2 separate regions of the Cricetulus griseus genome follow, and region 2 is linked to region 1. The links are chromatin contacts, called in public Hi-C maps. All regions are on one chromosome and are shown on one strand. The core of a region is the stretch at or near the end of the contact, and the rest is flanking DNA. Distances in the headings are between cores, read along the strand shown. Region 1 holds the start of Sbf2 (myotubularin-related protein 13). Region 2 has its middle 63 kb from the start of Swap70.

What was found. Hi-C and Micro-C count contacts between places; a contact is called where the count stands out from the background.
Region 2: a contact with region 1 is called in a Hi-C map of fibroblasts, with 5 times the contacts expected there. The contact joins the enhancer-like site here to the promoter of Sbf2 in region 1. A contact is called at or near these places in 6 of 8 Hi-C or Micro-C datasets (the CHK-Q cell line, the CHL-YN cell line, the CHO-K1 cell line and 2 more).

The regions. Positions count from the first base shown.
Region 1 is chr3:90,065,783-90,072,292 of CriGri-PICRH-1.0, forward strand. Sbf2 (myotubularin-related protein 13) reads left to right here and starts at 5,046. Exons shown (of 39, transcript XM_027410075.2): 1 at 5,046-5,243. The coding sequence starts at 5,189.
Region 2 is chr3:90,422,281-90,428,664 of CriGri-PICRH-1.0, forward strand. No RefSeq gene overlaps it. Among named protein-coding and RNA genes, the nearest start is that of Swap70, 63 kb to the right of the region's middle. Within about 2 kb of position 1,676, at least 2 of the 6 cell types and tissues checked have open chromatin away from gene starts, as enhancers often do. A contact at or near this core is called in fibroblasts, where this site is marked.

The DNA of each region.
Region 1 (6,510 bases), core at 3,796-6,295:
AGAGAGAGAGAGAGAGAGAGAGAGAGAGAGAGAGAGAGAATAAACATAGATCTAAAAAACTAAAAAAAAAGGTAAAATGAGAACCCTACCACTACAAAGTCAACTAAAAATGGATCAAAGGCCCAAATATAAGAGCTATAATTACAAATTGCTTACATAGAAGTAGATCTCCACAATCTTAAATTCAACAATAGATTCTTAGATATGACACAAAAATCACAGAAAACCAACAAATGCTTGGACATTTTCAAAGTTAAACACTTGTGAGCCAAAGGACAGGATCAAGAAAATGACATAACAGTCTAAAGAATATCTGCAGAGTTTATATGTGATAGGGATCTAGTTCTCAGAGTTTACAAACACAACAAAGACAAGCAGGGCTGGGCTTGGGGTAGGACTCCATAGAACAGAGCTTGCCTAGCATGGGAGAAGCCAAGGGTTAGATTCCTAGCAGGGCCAGATGAGGGTGTGGTTGGCAAAGGACTTATATAGACATTTATCCTAAGAAGATTTAGAAATGGCCGATGTACACAGGAAAGGATGCTCAACATCATGAGTCATTAAAGAAATATAAATCAAGAGCACAGTAAGACATTCATTTAGTTAGGCTTGGTGTTTAATTCCATGTTGTTAATTCCCGTGTGTGTGTGTGTGTGTGTGTGTGTGTGTGTGTGTGTGTGTGTGTGTGTGTGTTGGGGGGCGGGGTAAAGAAGGAGGATCCAGAGGTCAAGGGTAATCTGGGTTACAGATTAGTGTGGTCTTTACTGAGACTGTGTCTCAAGAGCAACAACAAAGATTAATAATTTATACATAATGGGCCAGGCACATTCCTTTAATCCCAGTACTTGGGAGATGCAGGCAGAGTGAATTCCAGGACAGCCAGAGCTACACAGTGAAACCCTGTCTCAAAAAGCAAACAAACAAAAAACAAAACAACAAAAATCAGAACAACCCCCCTCCCCCGACAAACAAACAAAAAATATATTCATACCTATTATGATGCCTATGATATTTTTAAAAAATAACCAGGAAGGGCTGGAGAGATGGCTCAGTGGTTAAGAACACTGACTGCTCTTCCAGAGGACCTGGGTTCAATTCCCAGCACCCACATGGCAGCTCACAACTGTTTGTAACTCCTGTTCCAAGAGATCCAATACCCTCATAAAAGACATTCATTCAAGCAGGCAGAACACCAATGTACATAAAAATAAAATAAAAAAATCAGGAAAACAAGTGTTCACAAAGATATAAAGAACTTAAAATTCGGGGGCTGGAGAGATGGCTCAGAGGTTAAGCGCACCGACTGATCTTCCACTAGTCCTGAGTTCAATTCTTAGCATCCATATGGTGGCTCACAACTATCTGTAATGAGATTTGGAGCACTCTTTGGGCCTGCAGGCAGACATGCAGGCAGAACACTGAATACATAATAAATGAATAAATAGAAGAAGGAGAAGGAGAAGGAGGAGGAGAAGAAGAAGTTAGAATTATTGGTATCCTGGCATTATGCTGACCTTGCCCCCTAACAACTGGCAGGGTATGCATGCCTGTGTTGCGTGGCTACCTCAGGTGTTACATAGCTGAGTAAGGACTCTGTATGCATGTGCAAGCTTTCCCTTTTAAGTGAGCACCTCCCACCTGTTTGCCCCTTATCCCCCTTTCTTCCCCCTTCTTCCTCCCCCCCCCCAGTTGGCCAACAACTACCCCTCCCTTTGTTCCCTTTCCCCAATAAATTCCAGGTGGGTTCTATTGAGTTTTGTGGTTTGTGTTTCATTGCCCCTTAGCTGAGCAAAATAACAAAAATCCTTGTTCAGTACTGGTAGGTAAAATCATTCAATCATTGTGGAAAACAGTTGGTGGGTCCTCAAAATTAAACAGAGAATTACCATATGTAATTCAGTACGGTCCAATGGTGCTACTCCAAAGGATATACCAAAAGAATTGCAAATCGATACTCATATACATGCTATGTATTGTCATGGTGCTGCTACCCATAAAGTAGAAACAATGCCCCAACCCACTAGCGGATAAGCAAAGCACAGTCCATAATACAGTGGCGTGTTATTGGATAGTAATGCAGAATGAAATACTGATACTCCAATATAATACAAAGAAGTGCTGGTGCTACAGCGGGAATAAAACTGGAAAACAGTATACCAAACAAGATTATCAAACACAAAAACTCACATACTTTACACTTATATGAAATATCCACCATAGGCAAACCCAAAGAGTCAGAAAGCAAGCTGGTTATTGCCAGGGCCTAGAAAGGAAAATGTAAATGTCTACTTAATGAATTTGGGGTGAAGAAAATGTTTTGAAACTAGACAGATGTTGTCATTGTCCAACAGTGAAATATATTAAATGCCACTGAAGTGTATATTTCACTTTATGTATAAGTTTTTTTGTTGTTTTTTGTTTTTCGAGGCAGGGTTTCTCTTCGGCTTTGGAGGTGGTCCTGGAACTAGATCTTGTAGACCAGGCTGGTCTCGAACTCATAGATATCCGCCTGCCTCTGCCTCCCGAGTTCTGGGATTAAAGGCATGTGCCACCACTGCTCAGCTGATAAGTCTTTTTTTTTTTTTTTTTTAAGATTCACTTATTTATTTACCGTATTCTGCCTGCGGGCCAGAAATGGGAGCCAGATCTCATTACAGATGGCTTTGAGCCACCATGTGGTTGCTGGGAATTGAACTTAGGTCCTCTGGAAGAACAGCCTGTGCTCTTAACCCCTGAGCATCTCTCCAGATAAGTTTTATCCCAATTATAAAAAAGATTTTTATTTCAGCCAGGTGGTTGTGGTGCACACCTTTAATCCCAGCACTTGGGAGGCAGAGACAGGTGGATCCCTGTGGGTTCAAGGCCAGTCTGCTCTACAGATCGAGTTCCAGAATAGGCTCCAAAGCTACAGAGAAACCCTGTCTCGAAAAACCAAAAAACCCAAACCAAACCAAACCAAAAAACAAACAAACAAAACCCAAACAGCAGCAGCAACAAAACCAAAAACTATTTTTATTTCATGTGTATGGATGTTTGCATGTTCTTGTGCCACATGTGTGCCTGTTGCTGGAGGAGGCCAGGGGAGGGTGTTGGATCCCATGCAACTAACTAGTTGTGAACTGTCATATGGATACTGGGAATCAAATCTGGTCCACTGGAAGAGCAGCATAGGGCTCTCAGCTGCTGAACCATCTCCCCAGTACCTTATCCCAAATTTCAAAAAGGTAAAATTTCAGAAAATCCCCCACAATAATCGTTTTCAAAATCGTACTAAGACAGAGTCCGTGGTGTCTTTCCCCTACCCGGTAGTTTCAGAGAGGGTTTTGTTACAACTCTTACATAGTAAGGAAGGACTTTTTTTTTCTTTTTTGTTTGAGACAGGGTTTCTCTGTATTGCTTTGGAGCCTGTCCTGGAACTCACTTTGTAGACCAAGCTGGCCTCGAATTCAGAGAGATCCGCCTGCCTCTGCCTCCCAAGTGCTAGGATTAAAGGCGTTTGCCACCAAAGCCCAGCTATGGAAGGACTTTGAACTTGGCTGTTCACCAGTGGAATGGGCTGTCTCTAGAGGAACTGAGAGTACTCTTTACTGAAAAAGTGGAGGAAGAGCTCCCAGGGAAGTTACTGGGAAATTTTCTCAGCGAGGTGTGGTGGGTGGTTTTGTTTGCTTTATTTTGAAAACCAACCTACTTTTCATCACTGTAGTTATGCAGGCTGACAAGTAGCAGTTTACAAAGGAGGTCCTGAGTTAAAGTATCCCTTCAGTTTCAATTCTTCTAGCATAGCCCAACCATCTCAGGCATGTGCTGAAAAAGTGTGGCCTTTCCCTGGGAATATAGTTTAATGGTACAAGGATTGCCTAGAATGTATGAGGCCCTAAATTCCCAGCATGGAAGCGGGAAGGGGGATGGATGCTGGCCCAGAAAAGGGAACGAATCAATCAGAGCAGCTGAGATGATGACCCTTTGAACTTGAGTTCACAGCTCCAGACACTAGCTTTCTGCTAGTCTACTGCAGACTAAGCACGTTAGCACTTACTATGTTCAATATGTTAAGGATCAAACCCTCGGTGAGTGATGTTCTCACAAAGATCATTTCTAAACCCCAGGTTCCGAAAACTTCAGCCTTAATTAGCACACATATTCTACTACTAAAATTTCATGATCATTAAAAAGTGATAAAGTAAACTCATCCAATTGTTGTGCCAGCCAAAATCGAAAACATCACTGGGGGGTATTTTTAAAAAACTCAATCGACGTGGATATTGTCTAGACTGGACTCAGAGCTCCATGAACTCATTCTTTTGAGTGTTTGCAGTAGAGCAAATTGGAAGGTAACACCTGTTTCAGCTACTAGAACCCTGAGACCCGCCGCCAAGGCAGTGAAAAGTCAAGCGGGCGGAGCTCCCCGGGAGAGACCGGCCCATTTTAAGGAGGATCCCGGGGATGCCCTGTTCCTAGGTGGAATACAACTCCCTCGGGCGCTCTGAGGAAAGCCCAAACTGGCCATTCCCGGCCCAGGCAGCCCTGAAACCATAGGCGCCTCTGAGGATTGCGCAAGTCTTTTCCTCCCCCGCCTGCTCGGTGGCATGTTTCTAAAATTCCCATCTGCACAACATAAACAGGAAACGTGCAGCAAAAAGCCTTGGCGGTGCAAATTCCAAGCTTCCAGCGAGGGCGGGAGAATCTCCTCCGTGCTGCCGGTGGTAACAAGCAGTAAAAAATGAGCAAACTTTGCAAGTGACCCCGCGCCCCTCCATTCGCTTTCCCCCAACTGCAAAAGGGAGAGAGAAGGCGGAAGGAAGGACCCCAGCTCCAAGAAAATAAATAAGAGGAAGGGGGTGTTGAGGCAGCAGCCCGGCTCTAAGCGCGCGGTCTCGGTGGCGGCGCGTGGCTAGGCCCCGCCCGACAGCCCACTTCCCGAGCCGCGGGTCCGAGAGGCCTCGGAGCGCCGCGTGGGCTCGCGAACGCCGGGAACCGGGTCGCCGAGCCCTCTCGGGTGGGGCGGGGGAGGGGCGGGCACGAGGCGCGGCGCAGGCGCAGTGCGCGCCTCGGTTGTCAAACATGGCTGAAGCGCTGCTGCTACCGCTACAGCCGCCGAAGGGAAAATGCTGAGCTCGCCCGGGCCTGGTGGGCGGCGGCGGCGAGGGCGGCGACGGGAACCCGCTTCCCGGGCGCGGCGGCGGCGGTCATGGCTCGGCTAGCCGACTACTTCATTGTGGTAGGCTACGACCACGAGAAGCCAGGTAAGGGTGTGGGGCGGGCGCCGCCCCCGGGCTTCGCCTCCGCCCCCGGCAGCCGTCCAGTGGGCTCGGTGGGGCCGGGCGTCGTGGTCGGGAGGCGGGGAGGCGGGAGGGCCGGGTCCCGCGGTGAAGGAGCGGAGGGTCGACTGGTGTGGGGCCTTCGCTGCGCGGTCGAGCCTGGCTGGCGGTGGGCGTGTGTGAGGGAACCGCGGGACGGCGGTCGCAGGGCTAGGCCACCGCGGTGCGGCCGGGCACTGGGGGGCTGGGCCGGTGGAGAGCCTGCCCGCGCGCCGCCACGCTCTTCGGTGGAGGCTGTTGGCACCCGGGACCGCGCCCTCGTGCCGGCGGGGTCGGGAGGGAGGGAGCACACTGTGCAAAGTTCCTAGGAATACACTTGTGCCCTGCATCCTGAATAAGAGTGACGCTGGGGGCAGTCCTCCCGGAGAGGAAGTCCAGAGAGTTCAGCGCTGCCTCCCGCCTGCCCTCTGGGGGGGCCTTGGACATCCTGGCCGAACGCCGGGTACTTGGAGAGGCCAAAGGATCCGTGCACTTGGAAATATTTCTAGGAAATTCTTTCAGGACGTATGTGCCGGCATTCCAGAACGAAATGATTCCCTTAAGTAAAGATAGCCAGCCAACCACTGCAGGTGCTGTCACTTAGCTTTCCTGTGTTTTGATTGTCCTCTTTAATTCGTCAGAGAAATCTTCACCAGGAACAATTTGGCGGATGCATTGCTTTTTATAATTTGATGGACTTGCACAACCAGGAATATACAGGGTTCACGCACGTTTAGTTTTGTGTTTGTATCTCTTTGTTGCTGTATATATAGATAAGCGGGATATACTAACGAGTTAAGCTGGGGAAGCTCTTTTCTTTCAGGGTAATTCCAGTCTCAAACTTGGAAGGAAGTTTAGATACCAGCTCTCCAGCCTCTTCCTTGTCTCAGGAGGCGCTTAGTTTGTGCTTTGTCCATGGTTAGTCCTCACAGCACCAGTGTACCATTGTTCTACCCACCTCTTATTCATCCCTAAGAATTTATTTTAGAGAAGGGATCCTTCAGTTCTTTTGTTTCTCACTACTCCCTGATTGAGGTCACTTACTAGAACTGCTTGCCTGGTAGGTGAGATAAAGGCTTTTACTGGGTGAGCCTGGAGACCTGAGTTCGATCTCTGAAGTCATGAATTCATGAAAAGGTGGAAGGCAAGAACTGATTGCGCAGAGTTGTCTTCTGACTTTCATAGGTGTGCCCTAATATGCGTGCCCCACCCC
Region 2 (6,384 bases), core at 426-2,925, 350 kb after region 1:
TGGCTTGTTCAGCCTGCTTTTTTATAGAACCTGGGACCACCAGCCCACACAGGTGGCCTTATCTAGACTGGGCTGGGCCCTCCCCCATTGATCACTAATTAAGAAAATTACCTACAGGCTTGCCTACAGCCTGGCCTTATGGAGGCATTTTCTCAGATAACTACCTAGTGTCAACTGACATAAAACTAGCCAGCACACTACAAGTGTACCAGCCTTTCAGAACACCCAGATGGAGTGGACCCAAAAGGGTGGCTGGAGCACCAGGGGAGGAGGCTGGCTGCCTGCTAACCACAGAGAAGCCACAGAGCTTCAACAAAAAAGCAGATCTTTATTTTAGAGATGCCCTGCAGCTGTGCTTAGGGAAAACGGGGATTCTACCCAGTCCCAATGGATACATCTTCGGAACATGCCCACAGGAACATGCTCCTGTTCCAGGAGGGCTGTCAGGGAGTGTGCTATGAGACTGGGTCTCCTTGGGAGATCGGAAGCTACACCCATAAAGTCTCACAGACAAAGAACCACAGGCAACTAAGAAATTCTGAGAGTGAGAGAAACTGTCTTCCCCAAGGCAGAGCACACCAACTGACTATCCAATACCGAATGGTCAGCCTTGAGAACATACGTACAAGTAACACAGACTGAGAAGTTATATTTAGGAATATATATGTACACACACATGCATATATATGTGTGTAACAACAACTAATGGGGAGGAGAAGCCATAAATTTGAAAGAGAGCAAGAGGGATATATGGGAGGGTTCGCAGGGAGGAACAGGAAGGGGGAAATGATGTAATTACATTATAATCTCAAAAATAAAAGAAATAATAAAGAAGAAAAGATTCCAGAAACAAAGGAGTGGCCCTGGGAGCAAGCCCAGGCCAGAGGGCTGTCCCTGCCAGATGATGGACAGCTCAGCAGGGGGCCTGTGTTATGCAATCGCAGGCAGGCCCCTGCCTCCCCCAGGGAGTGCCAGCCAGAAGCAGTCTTCTAGTTAGTGTGCACCTCTCCACCCTTGACCCACAGTTCCAGACGCCAAACAAGTGGCATTGGCAGGGTCCAGCCCGCAGGTCAAGCCTGGCTATGGGGAGCTGGGCCTCTGTTCATTTTCTCCAAGCCCGCAGAGGCTGGGACTGGGGCCCAGTGAAGTCACCGCCTGGGAAGCGGCACTGGCTCCCTGCCCACCCATGGAGGCTATATTTGGAGTAAGACAACTCCCTGCAGACACAGAGCTTGGGACCCACCCAGAGGAGCTGCCCTGACCAATTTGATCAAGCAGAGGGGTTGACACCCATCTCTTCATTTGTATCCATTCATCCTGCTCTCTTGCTCATTCAACAAAGGTTTATTGGCCCCTAGTATGAAGCAACCGGTACATTGGGCTGTATCTTGAGCATTCTTCCGTATGTGGCCATGTGGGTATTTGCATCTAAACAGGGGTGGCAGCACACACTCTTGGTGCCCTTCCTCTGAGTTGGCTGGCAGTGGTGACTCACAGTCAGGTGCACCCTGTCTGTATGTACCTGTGTACACATGCGGGCCGGCACGTGCTCCCCAGGGAATGATAATGACTCAGCTGCAGAGGGCATCTGGGTACCTGTGTGGATATGTCTATGGGTGCAGCCCTGAGAACAGGCTCTTGTTCCCTGGGGTTGTGACTCAACTGCACATGGTGACCCAGGAGCCCACAGGCCAGCTGTGCCTTTTCAGCTTCCAGCAACTTGCCAAGCCAAATAGACAGTGTTGGGTGTAAATATTCTCTCACAGAGTGCCTGGAATACTGTGAGGTCGGGTGACCTCAGGAAGCCAGAGAACTGTAGTAATTCTGACCCAACAGCAGTGGCCTCGGTGCCCAGACCTTGACTCCCTCAACCTTTCTGCTGGTGCCTCCTGGAGCCTCCAAGATAACGCTCTCCTGACCCCATGAGCACACATGGGGGCACCAGGCTCAGAGTCACACACACTGGGTTGTGTCCTTCAAACTGGCAGCACAGCCTGTGTTCCTGCCATACCCCAAAATCCCTCTGCTGCAGCCAACACAATCAACCAGCCCTTAGCATGCTGAGCAGGGACCAGCGCTGATCCCTGGGGCTCCCCACAGGCGGCTGTCCCATCTTCACCTCGATGCTCCATCTGTCGTCCCTGGCTGTCTCTGTCCTTATCTGTCCCCAGTCTATCTTTGTCTCTTCTCCCCGTCAGGCTGTCTACCACAGAGGCCTCACTAGAGCCGAGGTGCTGACAGAGAGGGGGTGTGGGGTGGACACTCGGTGTCCCTTTCTCAGCCTTATCAAGAAAACTGAAGTCATTGCTCAGGGGGCTCAGGCTGGAATTTCGCCCTAGATGACCTTGCTGGGTTTTGGGCCTCTGCAGAGACAGCTGGGGTCAGGGAGTCAGGAAACAGGCCCCTTCTCTCTGGCTGCTGACCCTCCCCCATCCCCAAGGCGCCTCCAGCCAAAACTCCAAGCTTGCTGGCTTGTTCCCAGAAGGCACTGTAAAGTAGGGCCAGGCACTAAGCTGTGGTTTCTGGACCAAGGATGCAATGGAGGGCCTCCTCAGCTAACAGGAGAAATGCTAAAAGCCTCAGGGACAGGGAGGCCAAATGACCCCATACCATACCTTAAGCCTGCCTGCACCATGGATGTGGGGGGAAGCTCTGGCATTGGGGTCCCCTCATTTGGTTTCTCTGGTCTCAGAGCCTGTGGCTCCCTGGGGTGACTGACTTCCTAAGCCTAACTTTTCACATCTGTAAAATGGGTAAACCATGCCAGCCCTTTGGGTTTGGAAGATATGATGAAATTAGGTGGGGTCTGGCTCCCAGCAGTGCTCAGAGTTGAGGCAGTCCCCACTGACAGGACCCTGAGATAACCAAGCATCATCAGCACCAGTCTTAACCCTCGGGCATGGTACATGGCTGCCACCTAGTGGTCACCTAGCAGAAGTGCATAGCAGCACTGAGGTCCCAGATCCAAAGGGCCTTGCTGACTGTCCCAGAAGGTGACATCACAAGTGCTTTTCTCTTTTCCCCACCTTGGGTTTCACATCATCTTGTAACAGTAGAAAGCTACAGAAGTTGTTTGTTAGAAGACAGGGTTCAAATGAGCCTGCCCATCAAGGAATCTGGGAAGTCCCCTCTAAGGCATTCAGGGAGTTTTTACCTTCTAGTATCCGATTGCATGAAGACTTCTTGGGAGAAATGGAAACTAGATGGTGGGATTGGCTTTCTTTAGTAAGAAGGGAAAATGTATCCCCAACCTTCCAGGCAGGAAGGGGTAGCTGCTGTTCCCACAGCCAGAGCTAAAGTGTAGACCAGCACCAATCTACCCAAGCTCTGATGGAGCCCAAGAGGGCAACATCCGGGACATGTTTGAGGACTGGCATTTATACAGTGTGCTGGGGAAGTTGCCTGGTGTGGAGCTCTGGGCTCACCTGTAGAGACTTCTCCACTTGGCATGGCTGCTGAAGGAATAGCAGAGATGGCATTCAGAGCGGCAGGTTAACTCCTAGAAGACAGGGCATCTCTTACCATGGCACAAAACTTCAGTGGCCACCCAAGCAATCACAGGTGCAGGAGCAGAGGTGTGGGTCCTTGGGGACTTGCTGGGTGGTGACAATGCCAGCCCCTTGAGATCCTCTCAACAGCCCCTTGCTGGGGTCTGGGAGGTAAGCTATGAGATGACAGGAACTGTGTATTTCTGGGCCTCATTCTGGGGCTCTTTGGTTCATTCCTCTTGGACAGCTGAGAAGTTGAACACCTGACTATGGGGCCATAAAAAGCACCTAAGATATTTCCCTAATTCTCCAGAAGCCTTGCATGAGCAACCTACTACAGCCACCTGCCAGAAATCCCCACATGGCCTGGCCTAGCTCTGCTGGAAAGCCCCTCTCCACATGACTGCTCAAAACATGTGCCCTGACAGCATGCAGGGTGGGGGGAGTGGGGAGTGTCCCCACCAGCCTTTAAGGGGCAGATGGCCATCCTGTGCTCCAGGGGTGGCCTGCTGGCGACATCATCTGTGCAGTGCTGTTCTAAGAACACACAGCCTGAGTCTAACCCTTTTAAATGACACTGTGAGCTGGAACTGTCCCCAGCAACCTAAGGAGTTCCCCTTAGGGCCTGGGAGGCAGGGGGAAGCTCTGCTTGGTTACAGATGAGTTTTGGCTTAATTGCCCACTAGCCAATCTAACACTGAACTGAGTGAAGCCTGCCACAATCACCTGAGGACGTCACCATTCAATTCAGTCCAGCTGTGCCAGATATCTACTCCACAAATGGGTACTGTTTTCAGCCTTGGCCGGAGAGCTCTCTGCAGTGGGCAGCAGTCAGTGCAGACTCATAGCCGGCCAGAGTGCTGAGAGTGACTGTTGAATGCTCAGCCCTAAAGGGAGCATCCGAATCAACCCCCACGCCATGGCCCAGGGAACATCATGGAAGAGGGGCAGAAAGAAAGCAGGAGTGGAGGGTGGGGCAGAGTGCTGTTGCCAAGACACGGTCACTGGTCACTACGCTCAGAACTCGCTGCAGTTATATGCCCTGCAGGAGATCAAGCCGGCAGCTAGGGTGGGGTGGGGGAGCAGCATGTTGGGGGTATCTGGGTGAGTATGATCAGGATACATTATAAACGTGTGAAATTGTTAAAGAACAAATAAAAGTCTAAAACAGCAAACTTCATGGGAGGCAATGTTAATGAGTTTACTGATAAAGCAGAAAGACAAGACAGTCTTGAGGACAGTCACACTTAGGTGATGGAAGGGACACACCCGAGTGTAGGGAACCTCAAAGTTGGCTCAAAACACCCCAAGATCAAGTTCTCAGCACAAAGATGTATTTGCCCCAGAGGGGCAGAGGGCAGGGATAAGAGACAAAGACAGGAGATAGATGGAGAGGAGAACAAGGAGAGGGGAGAAAGGAGGCAAGGAAGAGGGGGAAGGGGCATTTGTCCTGGATGGAGGAGACAGATGTGACCCATAGGCAAATGGCAGTTTATAAAGGCAGAAGGGGAAGTCCTGCATTCGAATGAGATGTTTGATTTAATTGGCCTTGTTAATTAGGTGAGCCAAAAGGGGTTTTTGATTGCTGGACTTTAATATTTTGACGGCAGGATCTTGGTGGCCAGCCTCAGGAGGAGGTGGCCAAACAAGGGAATAGACCTTGGGGGCTAGCTTTAGGAATGTACTCTAATGGATTTTAGCAAGGCAGAGGAGCTGGGGGAGGAGAACAAGGCCATGTTGTAGCTGGCTAGAGTCCCCTCACCGAGCGCCTCCATGGCAGCCACCCATAGACCTGGGAGCTCTGTAAGAAGGTTCAGGGATTGAGGGAGGCATGAACCCTTTTCTGAAGTTTGCCCCTGAGGAGACTTCCTGTAGGCACACTGTGTGTGCAGCTGGAGGTGGGGTGCCGGTAGATAGGGAGCCCAGAGAGTGGACTGAAGACTGGCTCATAAGCCAAGTTAATTTCATGGGAGGTGTTTCTCAGAAGGGGGGCACTGTTCTACTGCTGGCAGCCTCAGTAGTCAGAAACTCCTGGGTCAGCCCAAGAGAGTGGATCGCAGAGACAGGTGTGTTCTGAAGTGAGGGCTAGGGGGAGTTGTTCTCTCTTCTCATGTCCCTTCTATTTCCTAACTATCCATCCTGCCCCAGTGCCACAACTAATCCAGATCTATGTGACTAATGCCCAACTCCTTCCCAGCTAAGTACTCTGGGTGCCAGCTGGGGTTGAGGGACAAGCACTGAGCACTCTGGGAAAACGTCCTTTGCTGCCCTGTCATCAGCTTCCAGTTCAGTGGAGTGGGCCTTGGGCCCATGTTCTCTGTAATCACACCAGTCTGACAGCCTAGGACAGTAACTCCCATTGGACAGATTTTGAAGGTGAGCATGGAGGTAGCAGCTGGTCTGAAACCACTGTGACGGACCATGTCCCTGGGACATGTCTGGCTGCGAAGTGAGAAGCACTGAAAGTGAGGCCCACAGATGCCACCTTTAGAAATCCAGCTGGCTGCAGGTGTGAGGGGAGAACTGGGGAAAATGGGACTTCAAATGGGGAAGCAGCATCAGACAGAAGAGGGCAGCTGGACAGAACCCTCCATTTCCCACTCCTACAATCTCCCTGGCCCTCTCAACTGCCATGGAGGAGGCAAAGAGAAAGGCCGTCGTTCCTGTAGATGACGACCAGGGGCTGCACTGGTGTGGTAGAAACTGGGAAGGGAGGCAGAGTCTGGGCTACGGTTGGAATTCAGTGTCCACCACAAATGTGCCCACTACCCAAGACCAATGACTCAGAAACCTCAGAAGGGTCAATGAGGCTCAATAGGAACTAACAACACTCCCCTCCAAGCTGGGGTGATGCAAGGCACCCACAGAAGCCAGCACATTCCTTCCAGTTATGAAA